2 separate regions of the Mus musculus genome follow, and region 1 is linked to region 2. The links are chromatin contacts, called in public targeted proximity ligation maps. All regions are on one chromosome and are shown on one strand. The core of a region is the stretch at or near the end of the contact, and the rest is flanking DNA. Distances in the headings are between cores, read along the strand shown. Region 1 has its middle 19 kb from the start of Gm41829. Region 2 has its middle 17 kb from the start of Mir101b.

The links.
Region 1: a targeted proximity ligation map of CD8 T cells shows a contact between it and region 2, with 8 read pairs. A contact is called at or near these places in 5 of 484 Hi-C or Micro-C datasets (CD8 T cells, bone marrow-derived macrophages, embryonic stem cells and 2 more) and 5 of 130 datasets of targeted methods (CD8 T cells, effector CD8 T cells, embryonic fibroblasts and 2 more).

What each region holds. Positions count from the first base shown.
Region 1 is chr19:29,223,471-29,230,122 of GRCm38.p6, forward strand. No RefSeq gene overlaps it. Among named protein-coding and RNA genes, the nearest start is that of Gm41829, 19 kb to the right of the region's middle.
Region 2 is chr19:29,149,005-29,155,535 of GRCm38.p6, forward strand. No RefSeq gene overlaps it. Among named protein-coding and RNA genes, the nearest start is that of Mir101b, 17 kb to the left of the region's middle.

The DNA.
Region 1 (6,652 bases), core at 3,326-5,825, 78 kb after region 2:
AATAGTCAGTGTGTAATTCTAGTAACAGCAGTGTTTGAGGCATAATCTAGGTAAGGGCAGGCAGTAGTAGCAGCAACTACCAATTGGCAGAGGGTAGAGCTATCAGTGTCTGGGAAATGTGAGTGACAGAGGGTCTCTCTAGTGCCTCTTAAATCACACCCAGACAATGACATCAGTTTAATCTGGTGGCTTATGAAATGACCCCTGAATGATGTTGAAACTTGTTGGGACTTTTGAAAAGCCATAGAGACCAGAGTAGCCGGACCTGATGGTGCACACCTGTAATCACAGCTGAAGCAGGACAGTTGACAACAGTTCAAGACTCTCAAGTTACACAGGGAGTTCAAGCTTGTTCACACAGCAAGACCATCATGCACAAGCAAGCAAATGAAAGCAAAGAATCAAACCTCAATGAAATAGCATGCTTTTATGAAGAAATATGACAAAAGCAGAAAAGAAAAAGAAGACACGGGGCTGGCAAGATGGCTCAGTGGGTAAGAGCACTGACTGCTCTTCCGAAGGTCCTGAGTTCAAATCTAAGCAACCACATGGTGGCTATTAACCTCCCATAATGGGATCTGACGCCCTCTTCTGGTGCATCTAAAGTCAACTTCAGTGTACTTATGTATAATGATAAATAAATCTTTGGGCAAGAGCAAGCAGGGACTGAGCGAGCAGGACTGACTGGAGTGAGCAGAGGTCCTAAAATTTAATTTCCAACAACCACATGAAGGCTCACAACCATCTGTACAGCTACAGTGTACAAATACATAAAATAAATAAATCTAAAAAGAAAAAAGAAAAGAAAGAAAGAAAGAAAGAAAAAGAAGACACACAATTCAAATCACAAGAACCTAAAAGATTATTAAAGACTACTTTGAACCACTGTGTGTGAACACATTTTCTAATGCAGAAGAAATGGATAGATTCCTGGGCATGTACACTTTACAAAGATTTGTGAAGAAATAGAAAACCAGAACAAACCAGTGTCAAGTAATGAGAATGAATTAATATTAAAAGTTTGTCCCAGATAGCTTTATTGATGAAGTCTACCAAACATCTTAGAACAACTCATTTCTCAAATTATTCCCAAAAACCAAAGAGGAGAAGAGCCGGGCAGAGATGGCACACCCCTTTAATCCCAGCACTCGGGAGGCAGAGGCAGGCAGATTTCTGAGTTGGAGGCCAGCCTGGTCTACAAAGTGAGTTCCAGGACAGCCAGGGCTATACAGAGAAACCCTGTCTCAAAAAACAAAAAACAAACAAACAAAAAACCAAAGAGGAAAGAATTCTTCTAAACTCATTCTAAAAGGTGAATGTCTTTGCAATAACCAAACTTGGGCACAACAACAACAATGACAAAAAGCTACAATCTTGCTAAGGACCAGCATCACCTTGGAAAAGGGATCCTGAGGAAGGGGTGTTTGGGAGCTTCGAAAGAAAGACTCAAAGTCAGTGGACAGGTTGACAGCTCTGTAGTCTGCTCTCTCTTGCAAGATAAAAAATTCTAAAAGCTCTCTGGATAGCTCATGGATTTTGTAACCAAAGTTAGAAAACTTGCCAGACAAATTCTAAAATGAAAACTGCAATATCTCTCTGCTACCTCATCTCTTGCAGACCAAAGGCCCAGTCTTTTATTTGCATATCAGTTCAATCTTTTAACCAGGTTCCCTTTTGGTTACCCCATGAATCAGCATTTTATGACTTTAGCCCCCTAATTCTAAGAAGAAGATAGCAAGTACATTTAAAAAAAAATCTTGGCAAATGAATTCAGAGATCTGCCTGTCTTTGTAAGCACAGACAATAAATTTAGCTGGGTGGTATCTTGATTTAAGATTGCTGCTCCCTAAATCTCATTATCTCCTTTCTTAATATCTTCCTGAGAAGTTAGCTCATAGTGCAGCAGCCTCTGTTCTTTTAGGTCTGTGAAGCCCCTCATATAATTCAAATTGCATCCCTATATTTTTACATAGTTGAGAAATTATACATTTTTAAACTCATGTCTTCATTGTTCTTTCCCACAGCCTTAAGGGCTGTCCTGAAGGTCACAGCATTTACCATTTTGCTGAGACACACTCTTGACTCCTGGTATTGTGCTGCTTCTAGTTATCATGAGGTTATTAACCTAGGCAGGGAGAAAAATCCCAGGTAACTTTGGTGGGAAGAACATTTCCTGTATTAGTCAGGGTTCTCTAGAGTCACAGAACTTACGGATAGTCTCTAGTTAGTAAAGGAATTTATTGATGACTTACAGTCGGCAGCCCAATTCCCAACAATTGTTCAGTCGCAGCTGTGAATGGAAGTCCAAGGATCTAGCAGTTACTCAGTCTCACGCAGCAAGCAGGCGAAGGAGCAGGAGCAAGAGCAAGAGCTAGACTCCCTTCTTCCAATGTCCTTATATTGTCTCCAGCAGAAGGTGGAGCCCAGATTAAAGGTGTGTTCCACCACACCTTTAATCCCAGATGAAAGGCGTAGCCCAGATTAAGGGTGTGTTCCTTAAACTCGGAGATTCAATCTTCTGGAATCCATAGCCACTATGGCTCAAGATCTTCAAACCAAGATCCAGATAAGGATCTCCAAGCCTCCAGATAAGGGTCACTGGTGAGCCTTCCAATTCCGGATTGTAGTTCATTCCAAATATTGTCAAGTTGACAACCAGGAATAGCCACTACATTTCCCATAGGAGGAACATAAAATACATGTGCAATATTATACAAACAAATCTTGCATCTAGCAACTGTCAACACTCATGGAGGCCCATGTCCTGTTAGCTCTGCTCCAGGGGCAGCCGTGCTGTATTGGACATAGTCCAATATCTGAAATGTAGGTAGATGCAACAATCATTAATAAATACCAGCTTTGTGTTCCACATGACACTGACACCCACTCACAGCTGTATTGATGTGGAAGCTAAAGGATTGTAGGCCACCCTTACATGCCAGTTATTGGATGAGCAGGTGTTCTGTTTTACTCAGGATTGGAGTTTTTCAGAGGTACAGAATTTTTGGCAGAAACTAGAGAACATTTCCGGACGAAAGCCAGTAGTCCCTTGCATGTCTAATAAACACAACCAAGGCACACATACTTATTGACTATTCATTTCAATACACGAATAAGCAGTGTAATGCTCAGATCAGGAAAAGCAATTCTCTCTCCTTAAACACTCATTGTTTCTTTACAGTAAAATCATTCTATCTCCTTTGAAGTAAATAAACATATCATCATCTAATCTATGCTCACTCTACTCTACAGCAGAGCACTACATTCCTAACCTGATTAGTGCCTATTAACCAAATCGCCACCCCTCTCCCTACCGTCTACTTTCTCAACCTCTGGCAATCCTATTCTAGTGTCATGTCTTCTAAGTCCAACTTTTTTAGATTGTACATATGAATGGGGGCATCATGTATTTGTCTTTCACTTAACAGTGGTCTCCAGATCCATGCTGTCACAAATAAAACGATTTTTATCTGAATACTATTCTGTTGTCTATTCTTTATCACTTAATCCATTGATAGGTACTTAGTCTGCTTCTGTTTCTTGGTTTTGTCAATGGGTCTGCCCTAACGGGAGTGTGGCTATCTCTTTGATATACTGACTTCATTTTCTTTGGAAATATACCCAGTGGTAGTGTTATCAGGTCATATATAGCAGTTCTAGTTTCAGTTTTATTTATGGGTCTCTATGGTGTTTTTTGCAATAGCTGTGTAAATTTTCATCCCTATCAACAGTGTGCAAGGGTTCCTTTTTCTTCATATCCTTCACAGCATTTACTGTTTTTTCTTGTTGATAACCATCATTCTTATTAGAGTGAGGTGACATCTTTTGTGGTCTTAGCTTGTAATTCTCTGTGGCTGGTGATGTTTAATCTCCCCACCCCCACCTCATATACCTGTTGATCATTTCTGTGTGTTCTTTTGAGAAATGGTCTATTTCCCATTTTAAACATCAGATTGTGTGGGGGTTTTGCTATGGACTTGCATGGTTTCTTTATATATTTTTGGATATGAACCTTTTAAAATAAGTAAACAACTAGCCATATTTGGGTGCTGTTCTATTATCTCACCAAGATAAGAAAGTCCTGTTATTATCAGAGAACTTTCAAATGTAGTTAGCAAAATAACAGTTACCTAACTAAACTTCCCTAGCTGAAACCATAATAAGATGTTGCCAAATTTTAACTTAGTGTGTGATGATAAATATATTGTGTCTGCAAATATCTTTCATTACCCCCGCCCCCCCCCCATGTGTTACTAGAGGCAGAGAGAAGCCAGAAATCATGGCCAGGTTTCTGCAGGAGGGATGTAGAGGAGAGAGTCAATACCCAACATTTACTAATACCTGCCTGTCAAGTGTGTTAGATTAGTTAAATTTTTTGGTTCCATTATATGTCTCTTCCTCAGTAATGGCTGAAACACAAGGTGGCTGCCTGAATTTTTATCAGAGCTGGGATTTGGGCACCTCAAGATCTATGAATTGACCTTGAGTTTATCACATGCTTTTAAAGGGGGTATAGCTTCCAAGGCATCTGTCTGGGAAGCTGGTGAGGCTATCAGCCATATACATTTTAGAAAGCATGTTTCAAACAGATGGTCTTTTGGCAGAAGTCTGTTGGTTTTGAAGATTGGGAGTGAAGTGGCCCATAAGCAGGAAGTGTTGGGGCACTGGGATGGGGGGAGGCGCGCTGCATGGAGGTGGAGACCTCACTCAGAGTGCCAGGTCTCTGAGATCTGGAGGCGGTAGTAGGCAGCAGTATAGAAAGAGAAGTGGAAAGATCCCAACCATAACCTCTATTTCAAAATACTTGGGACGGTCGGCCCAACCTTCAAAAGGAGACAGTCTTCTTCCTCTTTCTTCTGCATCAGGTAGTCAGTTCCCTATTCTCAGAACCCAGAATCTCAGGTTCAAAGGCAGCTGCTCAAGGGAAACTGGGGTTGGACTGACTTGCGGGATACCCAACCCCCTCTGCCTGGCCACACCCACGCCCTCCCCTCCTATGCTGTTCTCCCCAACTGCGCCACAGGACAGCCTGTACTCATGTGGAACTCTGTGCGTTCAAACCATGTACTATTGTTTTCCTATGATTTACTAAGTTGATTGAAGCCCTCTATACCTCCAATGCTTTCGAATCAAGCTATAAATAAATGCAGATAAATGTTTCGAGGACTTTTTTTTTTTTTAAGAAAAGTTTTGCCATTATTCTTTGTTTTTGAAAGAAAAATTTCAAAGTAACAGACTGACCTTGTAGGGATATATGCAAATACAAATCCATAGGTTAAGGCATTGCCTGTGTTTCTTAAGTGATCAGTCTTTACTGGCAGGCTATTTCATAACCTTGAGAGACTAATAAGGTGATTAGGTATTGAAAATGAGGTCATCTATTTAACCTACATGTTCCATGTCATCCTTAAAGAGAAAAATTAAAATGAGGAACGTTTTTTCTTCCATTAACTCACCTACAAAATAAGCAGCACTCATAAGAATATTCAAATTTTGATAACACTTCCTACACATTAACAGTGGGATTAAACACATCTTTCATCACAGTCAATTAGCAGGATGAGTGAAGAAGGATAGAATCTTCTCAGAATTTATACTAAGGAAACAATCTAAAAATTAAACAATGTCTGACTGAAGTATGCATCCTGTTACAGGAAAGTTATTTGTCATGGCGAGAAATTAGTCATACCCTAAAAATCCAGCAACAGGAAATGTTAATTAAAGTATGGCTCAGCTGCTAAATGCGAGATTGTTTAGCCATATCAAATAATGGCCTGGAGAAAGTACCATCTAGAAAGCCCTAATGGTAACACTGTAGGTAAATCTGTGGTGCAAAAGCAAAGAAAAACAAAAGAACAAAACAGAAAAATGGAGACTCACAGGTTTGTATTATAAGCCACTTTCCCTATTGCAGGACCATTGTTCAAACTAACTTTAGATAAGAGAAATACAAAATTATTCCTATAATATTGTCAGACAGGGCTTCAAGGATGTAAATAGAGGGGGCTAGGGAGATAACTGAAGTGCTAAAGATTCACCTTACAAACGCAAGGACCTGAGTTCAATGTAGGTTAGGGGAGGAGGAGGAGGAGGAAGAGGAGGAAGAGGAGGTGGAGGAGGAGGAGGAGGTGGAGGAGGAGGTGGAGGAGGAGGAGGAGGTGGAGGTGGAGGAGGAAGAGGAGGAGGAGGTGGAGGTGGAGGTGGAGGAGGGAGAGGAGGAGGAGGAGGAGGAGGAGGTGGAGGAGGAGGAGGAGGTGGAGGAGGAAGAGGAGGTGGAGGAGGAGGAGGAGGTGGAGGAGAAGGTGGAGGAGGAAGAGGAGGTGGAGGAGGAGGAGGAGGTGGAGGAGGAAGAGGAGGTGGAGGAGGAAGAGGAGGTGGAGGAGAAGGTGGAGGAGGGAGAGGAGGTGGAGTAGGAAGAGGAGGAGGAGGAGGAGGAGGAGGAGCGGGAGCTGCTGCTAATACATAATCGGGTATGGTGACTTGTGATTGTAATCCTAGGGCTAGAGAGGAGACTCCCAGGGGCTTCCCAGGAGTCCCCCTTGTCAGCTTGTGCAAGTCTGCTTCCCCAAAATTACTATCTTTAAGTCAAAAACAATTTTTTTTTCCCGTTCTACCCCTCTAAAAGACAATAGAGGGAACCCATGGAGGAATC
Region 2 (6,531 bases), core at 122-2,621:
CAACACCCCCTGCTAACCTCCCTTCCCCCATCCAGAATCTTCCAGTACTATAGTAAGGAGTTACTTACTATAGTAAAATAAAACTAGTTTAACAATATATAACCCATAAAAAAAAAGATTATATTCAGAAGGCTAATGTCCAGCCTAAATGTTGGACATTTTAGCCAGTGGTATTCTTGGATGGAAAGAGGAGCAGCAAGCATGAAGAAGTGACTGCGACCAGTTCAAGATGTGGGGCAGCATAGGAGTTGTAGCTGAGGAGAAGGTCGGGCCTGGCTGGAACAAAGAGCATCCGAATACAGACGTCAGCCCGTGGCCCCCCAGTGGCTCTGCCTTCCTCAACCTCAGGAAATCTGATTCAAGAATGGGAGGGGTGGCAGAGGGAGATTTCCGGATTTCCGGGGGTATAAAATGTTAATGGTTTCGGTTAAAAAAAAAAAAAAGCAATGAAGACATCAAGTGGGGCACTGAACGGGAGAAGTGTTGCTCTTACAATATAAGTCCTGTTTTACATTATAGTTGGCTGTTAAACAGGCAAACTTAGAACCTAAGTTTCATCTCTCATAGCTGTTTTCCTCAGCGAGTGTCTTAGTCCGGGTTGCTGTTGCTGGAATGAAACACCAGGACCGAAAGCAACTTGAGGAGGAAAGGATTCCTTTTGCTCATGTTCCCACATCACAGTCCCTCAATAAAGGCAGGACATAGGAACTGGGAGGCAGGAGCTGTTGCAGAGGCCAAGGAGGCTTGCTCAGCCGGCTTTCTTAGAGCATCCTGGATCACCAGCCCAGGGATAGCACCGCCCACAATGAGCTGGGTCCTCCCCCATCAATCACTAACTAAAATGTTCTACTCCTATCTTATGGAGACATTTTCTCCCTTGAGCTTCCCTCTTAGATGACTCTTGGAACGTGCTTATAGAAAAACACTAGCCAACAATTAAAAATTAAATGGTTTTGCCCCATTCTCAAAGAAACAAAAAGAGTGCACGAGCACCTTGTGAGGTAGCTGCTGCCTGGGAAAGAGGCTCCGTGGAGGCCAATGCCGTGATGGCAGCCTAGGGGCTTGACCTGCTGGTTTGCTCTCTTGCTGACCGCAGCATTCTAGACTAGAACACTGGGCTGGGCTTGAGTTACGGTCTCTAACCGTAATTAACTAGTGATTGATGGGGAGGGCCCAGCCCATTGTGGGTGGCGCTATCTCTGGGCTGATGATCCTGGGTCTCTAGACACAGTGTAGCACTTCCTGGGGGGTGTGGGTCATGTGGAAACATAGCTGGGCTTTCCCTGGAAAGGGATTGTAGACAGAGGCCTGGAACACTTTGCAGCCCCCACCCCAGAAATGAGTCACATTCAGTTTCTGTAAGTGATGTAAGAGATGACTCACGTCATGTAAGTGAATGTTCTGTGTAACATGGCACTGCAAACTCCTTGACCCAGGAACCCATCCCCATTCTGAGAAGAAAACAGTGTTAATGTCTGCTGGCTAGTTTTATGTCAACTTGTTACACTAGAGACATCTGAGAGGAGGGAGACTCAATGGAGAAAATGCCTCCATAAGATTGGGCTGTCAGGCATTTTATTAACTAGTGATTGATGGGGAGGGCCCAGCCCATTGTGGGTGGTGCTATCTCTGGGCTGATGATCCTGGGTTCTATAAGAAAGCAGGCTAAACAAGCCATGGGGAGCAAACCAGTAAGTAGCACCCCTCCATGGCCTCTGCATCAGCTCCTGCCTCTGGGTTCAAACTTTATTTGCGTTCCTGTCCCGGTTTTCTCCAAAGATAGACTACAATAAACCCTTTCCTCCTCAACTTGTTTTTGGTCATGGTGTTTCATCACAGCAATAGAAACCACAATGAAGAAAATGTCACACCATGGTTTTTTCCTGAAGGTAGAAATTTAGGGGTTCCTGGCATAGCAGTATTTTTTTTTAAGGAAAAATATAGTCTTACATTCTTTGTTTTTGAGACAGGGTCTTGTGCAGCACAGGCTGGCCTTAAACTCAGGATCTTCATGCTTCAGACTCCCTAGTGCTAGGATTACAGGTATGCATTTAACTCTCACATTCTTGACTGAAATATTTTTGAGAAGCTGAGTAATGTGCGGGACTTGAGGTGGAAAATCCAGGTTTCACTCCTACCCTCCCTATAATATGGAGAATCTGTATATCTCAGTTTCAAATCAATGGCTGCCCACCCCATCAGGCCCCAAGCCATATTCCCTTGTGTGGGCTTCCAGAAATTAAAACCTTCAGATGTGTGGGTAGGATGGGACTTTCTTTTTTCAGCTTATGTGATTATTACAAGGACCCCAGTTTTTCTGAGAGTTGCATAGACAAATCCTCTCATCCTAATAGTTCAATGTGCTCTGGAACCTACTTTGAGTCCTTGGCAAGATGGGGCCGGAAGAACTTAGGGAGAAATAGTCCCTAAGTAGAGAAGAGGACCCTAGAGAAATGGGAGGCCCCCTGAATATCTACAGTTGAACTAGGTCAAGTCTGAGCCTTCAAATGCTTGTGTCTTAGAGAAATCTGACCTGGGTTCTCCATGTTAGCACCTGCTGCAGAGATACAAAACTCTGCCTGTTTTTAACTGGGGATTGAAACCTAGGAACCTGGGCGTGTCAGGCAAGGGCTCTATCATGGAGCCTCATCTCCCATCTCCAGCCCTTTTTACCTTTTTTTTTTTTTTTTTTTTTTTTTTTTTTTTTTTGAGACAGGAGTTCCTTAAGCTGCCTCTGCTGTTCTTGAATCCCAAGTAAGTAGGATGACACGTCCACATCAAGACCAGCAAAGCTATGGCTTTGGAGGAGGGAGAACCAGGTTTCAGGGAATGGGAAGAGGGCTTGGGCCTTGTGAGTGGATTTCTGGAAAGATGCTCTTGTGTGTAAAACAAGCTCTTGTCGTGAATGCTGCTAGCCTGTTCTCTGGATGGGCTCTCCAGAAAAGAGCTGGGCTGGCTGCTCTGTTTTCTCTAAAATGGAGAGATCACGTGGGTGCTTTTCGCCGCTGTTGATATTTGTGTACGCTCTTGGGGCGCTTTCCTGACTAAGTGGGTGCTATTTTCAGTCCTGAGTTTTGTCTGTTGAGCATGTAGGATTCAAACAGCTCCTGTCCAGCTCGGGCTAGGACAACTGAAGCACTGAATGCCCTGCTCATTTTACCTCAAAGAGAGAAAGCATGTGACAAATGCCCTCAGATGGAAGAAATGGTGCAGCAGGAACCTTTTTTTGCAATATTATTAAAGCAGCTTTGCCAGAAGAAGAAGGACGGGAACAAGTGGAGAGCGTCAGCCATCCCAGTCCCCTGTGGACCATTTGCTAGGATTGTATGCCCTGGAATACAGGATACTCCATGGGTATTTTGTGAAATTTCCCTCCCAAATGCTGAGATCCTCCATGATTGCGATTAGTTACATCTCCATGATAAAGCATTACACAGCCAAGCATGGTGGGTTTGATGACTGTCATCCCAGCACTAAGTGTCTGAGGCAGGAAGATTGCAAACTCAAGGCCAGCCTGGGTCATCTAGTAAGACTGTCTCAAAAATAAACGAACCAACAAATAAATAACAACCCACAAATAAAACACAATGGAACTATTCTTATGGCATCACATACTTTATCGGGCAGTGGATTCTATCTGGTAGAAACCCGTCTAAGAATTTCGAGAACTTTAAAAGATGCTCTGACGCATCCTGAAAGAGGTTAGAGGGAGTACTATGACGTGATTGCCTCTTCAGCACTGCTTTCCGTACATTGTATCTATCTCCAGCTCTATTTAGATACATTGTATCTATCTTCCTTGGAGCGCTTTTCTCCCCAGAGCAGCTCTGTGCTTCTTGTTTGCTTTGACAGTTGTGCGTGTCCCTGCCTTACAGACGTCATCCCCACAAACATGCTCCTAAACTGTAGTGTAGGAAAGCTCCGATTGCACAGCCTATGCTGAACCAGGGGCATGGTTTGATGAACTGAGATCTGGGAGTACTGACCCAGGGCACGGGTGTCACTGCAGGGCATACCTTGGTGCCCTTTTGCAGGAATATTCTTTAGGTACTTACCTACTTAGAGATGAGAGGATGAACACTGTGAGGAAGGGTAGAAAGGCAGCACCCTAATTTCTCCTGTTTTGAAAAGAAAGCTAAAGCTCTGTAATTCACTGTGCTGGTTGGTTTTGTCCAGTTGTCACAAACTAGCACCAGATGGAAAGAGGAAACCTCAGGTGAGGAATTGCCTCCATCAGATCTGCCTGGGGCCATGTCCTTTAGGGCATTTTCTTGATTAATGATAGATGTGGGTGAGCTCAACCCAGTGTGGGCAAGCGGACCTAGATTATACAACAAAGTAGGTAGCCAGGCCTGGTGATGCACACCTTTAATCTCAGCATTCAGGAGGCAAAGGCAGGCAGATGGCTGTGAGTTTAAGGTCAGCCTAGTCTACAGAACAAGTTTTAGGACAGCCAGGACTGCATAGAGAGACCCTGTCTCAAAAACAAAACAAAACAACAACAAAAAACAAAAACAAATAAAACAACAACAAAAAACAAACAAATAAATATCCAAAGCAAGTTGAGCAAACTGTAAAGGCAGCATCACTTCGTGGTTCCTGCCCCTGCTCTTGATTGAGTTTCTGCCCTGACTTTTCTTAATAATAAACTGTGATGTGGACGTATATTCAAAATAACCCCTTTCTCCCGCTCATTGCTCTGACTGTGGTGTATTTCACAGCAACAGAAACAAAATTAGGACATTCTTCAAGTTTACCCAAACCCTTGAAAACTATAGTAGGATTTGAAATTAATCGGTGTAGTTTATTTGTGTGTGTGTGTGTGTGTGTGTGTGTGTGTGTGTAAGTGACTAATAACAGCTCAGAGAGGCTCAAGCAAAAAAGTGGGCTTCGTCTGTCAGCATCCTGTGTAGTCAATCTAAAGCATGATGCAGTAAGAATATAAGATTTGATGGGGGACCAGCATGGATCAGGTGATTCGGTCCAGTGCCCTGAGCCCACATCTCAGAGCAGCGCCTGTGCCTTCCTGGTGCTTCCAGGTTGAATTACAGAATCCAGAAAGGGACAATGGTGCACTTATCTCTGTAACTCCCAGGGTCTGTGGCAGTGAGGTGGACTTGAGGGCATTCTAGCTTCAAGATTATTTTCATTTGATTTCATTTTACTTGCTTCTTTTTAATTAGTATGTCGAATAATGGGCTTCATCATGATATTATATATGCCTTTGTTACCTGTCCTCTCCCACCCTCTCCCACTCTTCTAACCCCCTTTCTCACACCCTCCTTGCCCCCTGTTTCTGCTTTTCCTTGTCACATATATTCCATCACCTACTATTGTTTGGTACATGCTCTGCCCCTGCACCTCATCTAGTCTTCCCCTCTTGGTCTGCTTTCTAGTATCATGATCTGTCCTACACATACACACACACACACACACACACACACACACAAGTGGAAGCTGGGATCTATGTCTAGAGGTATGTGTCTTTCTAAGTCTGGGTTAGTTTGCATAATATAGTAACTTCCAGCTCCACCCATTTTCCTGTAACAGTGTTTTCGTTTTTCTTTAAGGCTGAATACAATTCTGTTGGGTTTATGTGCCGCTTTTTCTTTACCCTTTCATTGATGGTCATCTAGGCTGGTTCTCTCTTCTGGATATTGTGAATAGCATGGTCTAAACATGAATGTGGTAGGACTGAGCGATCATTCTTTGGGTGCGTGCATAACTGGGTCACATAGTCATTCTTTTCAGTTCTATTTAGGGGGGGGTTGACTGAAATAACAGACTGAATGATTTGACACCGGTCTAGGTGTTAACTTATTGGAGAAACATTTGTGGGCTAGACTTGTGTCCCAGACACTGGTTCAGAACCTGTGGCACCAGGGTACCAATGGGATATGTAGTGTATAACTATACAGAGGTAAGGGTGGCAGTGATTATGTGCTGAAATGAGGAGGAAATGGGAAAAGGAGAGATGGGGTGGGAAGTGTGAGTGAGAAGGCAAAGATGTGGGCTTGGTGTCAGAAGTATAAAAGCTATCATACAGAAGGTACCAACAATAGTTGTGACCTATACTTAGCAAGTGTGGTGGTTTGAGTATGCTTGGCCCATGGGAAGTGCTGCTATTAGGAAGTGTGGCCTTGTTGGAGGTAGTGCATCCCTGTGGGGGTGGGCTTTGAGGGTTCTAAGTGCATAAGCCCTGCCTCCTGCGGGGACAGTCTTTCCTGGCTACAGATGCAGAACTCTCAGCTCTCCCAGCACCTGCCTGGATGCTGCCATGCTTCCCGCCTTGATGATAATGGACTGAACCTCTGAAACTGTAAGCCAGCCCCAATTAGATGTTGTCCCTTATAAGAGTTGCCTTGGTCCTGGTGTCTCTTCACAACAACGGAAACCCTAACTAAGACAAGGCGATACAAATAAACACAGCAGCTGAATAATTACAACACAAGTATAAGGTTAAAATAAGATAAAAACAAAATGAAATAGAAACTATATAAACTTAGTCACTGCCTGGGCAATCTCAGACAT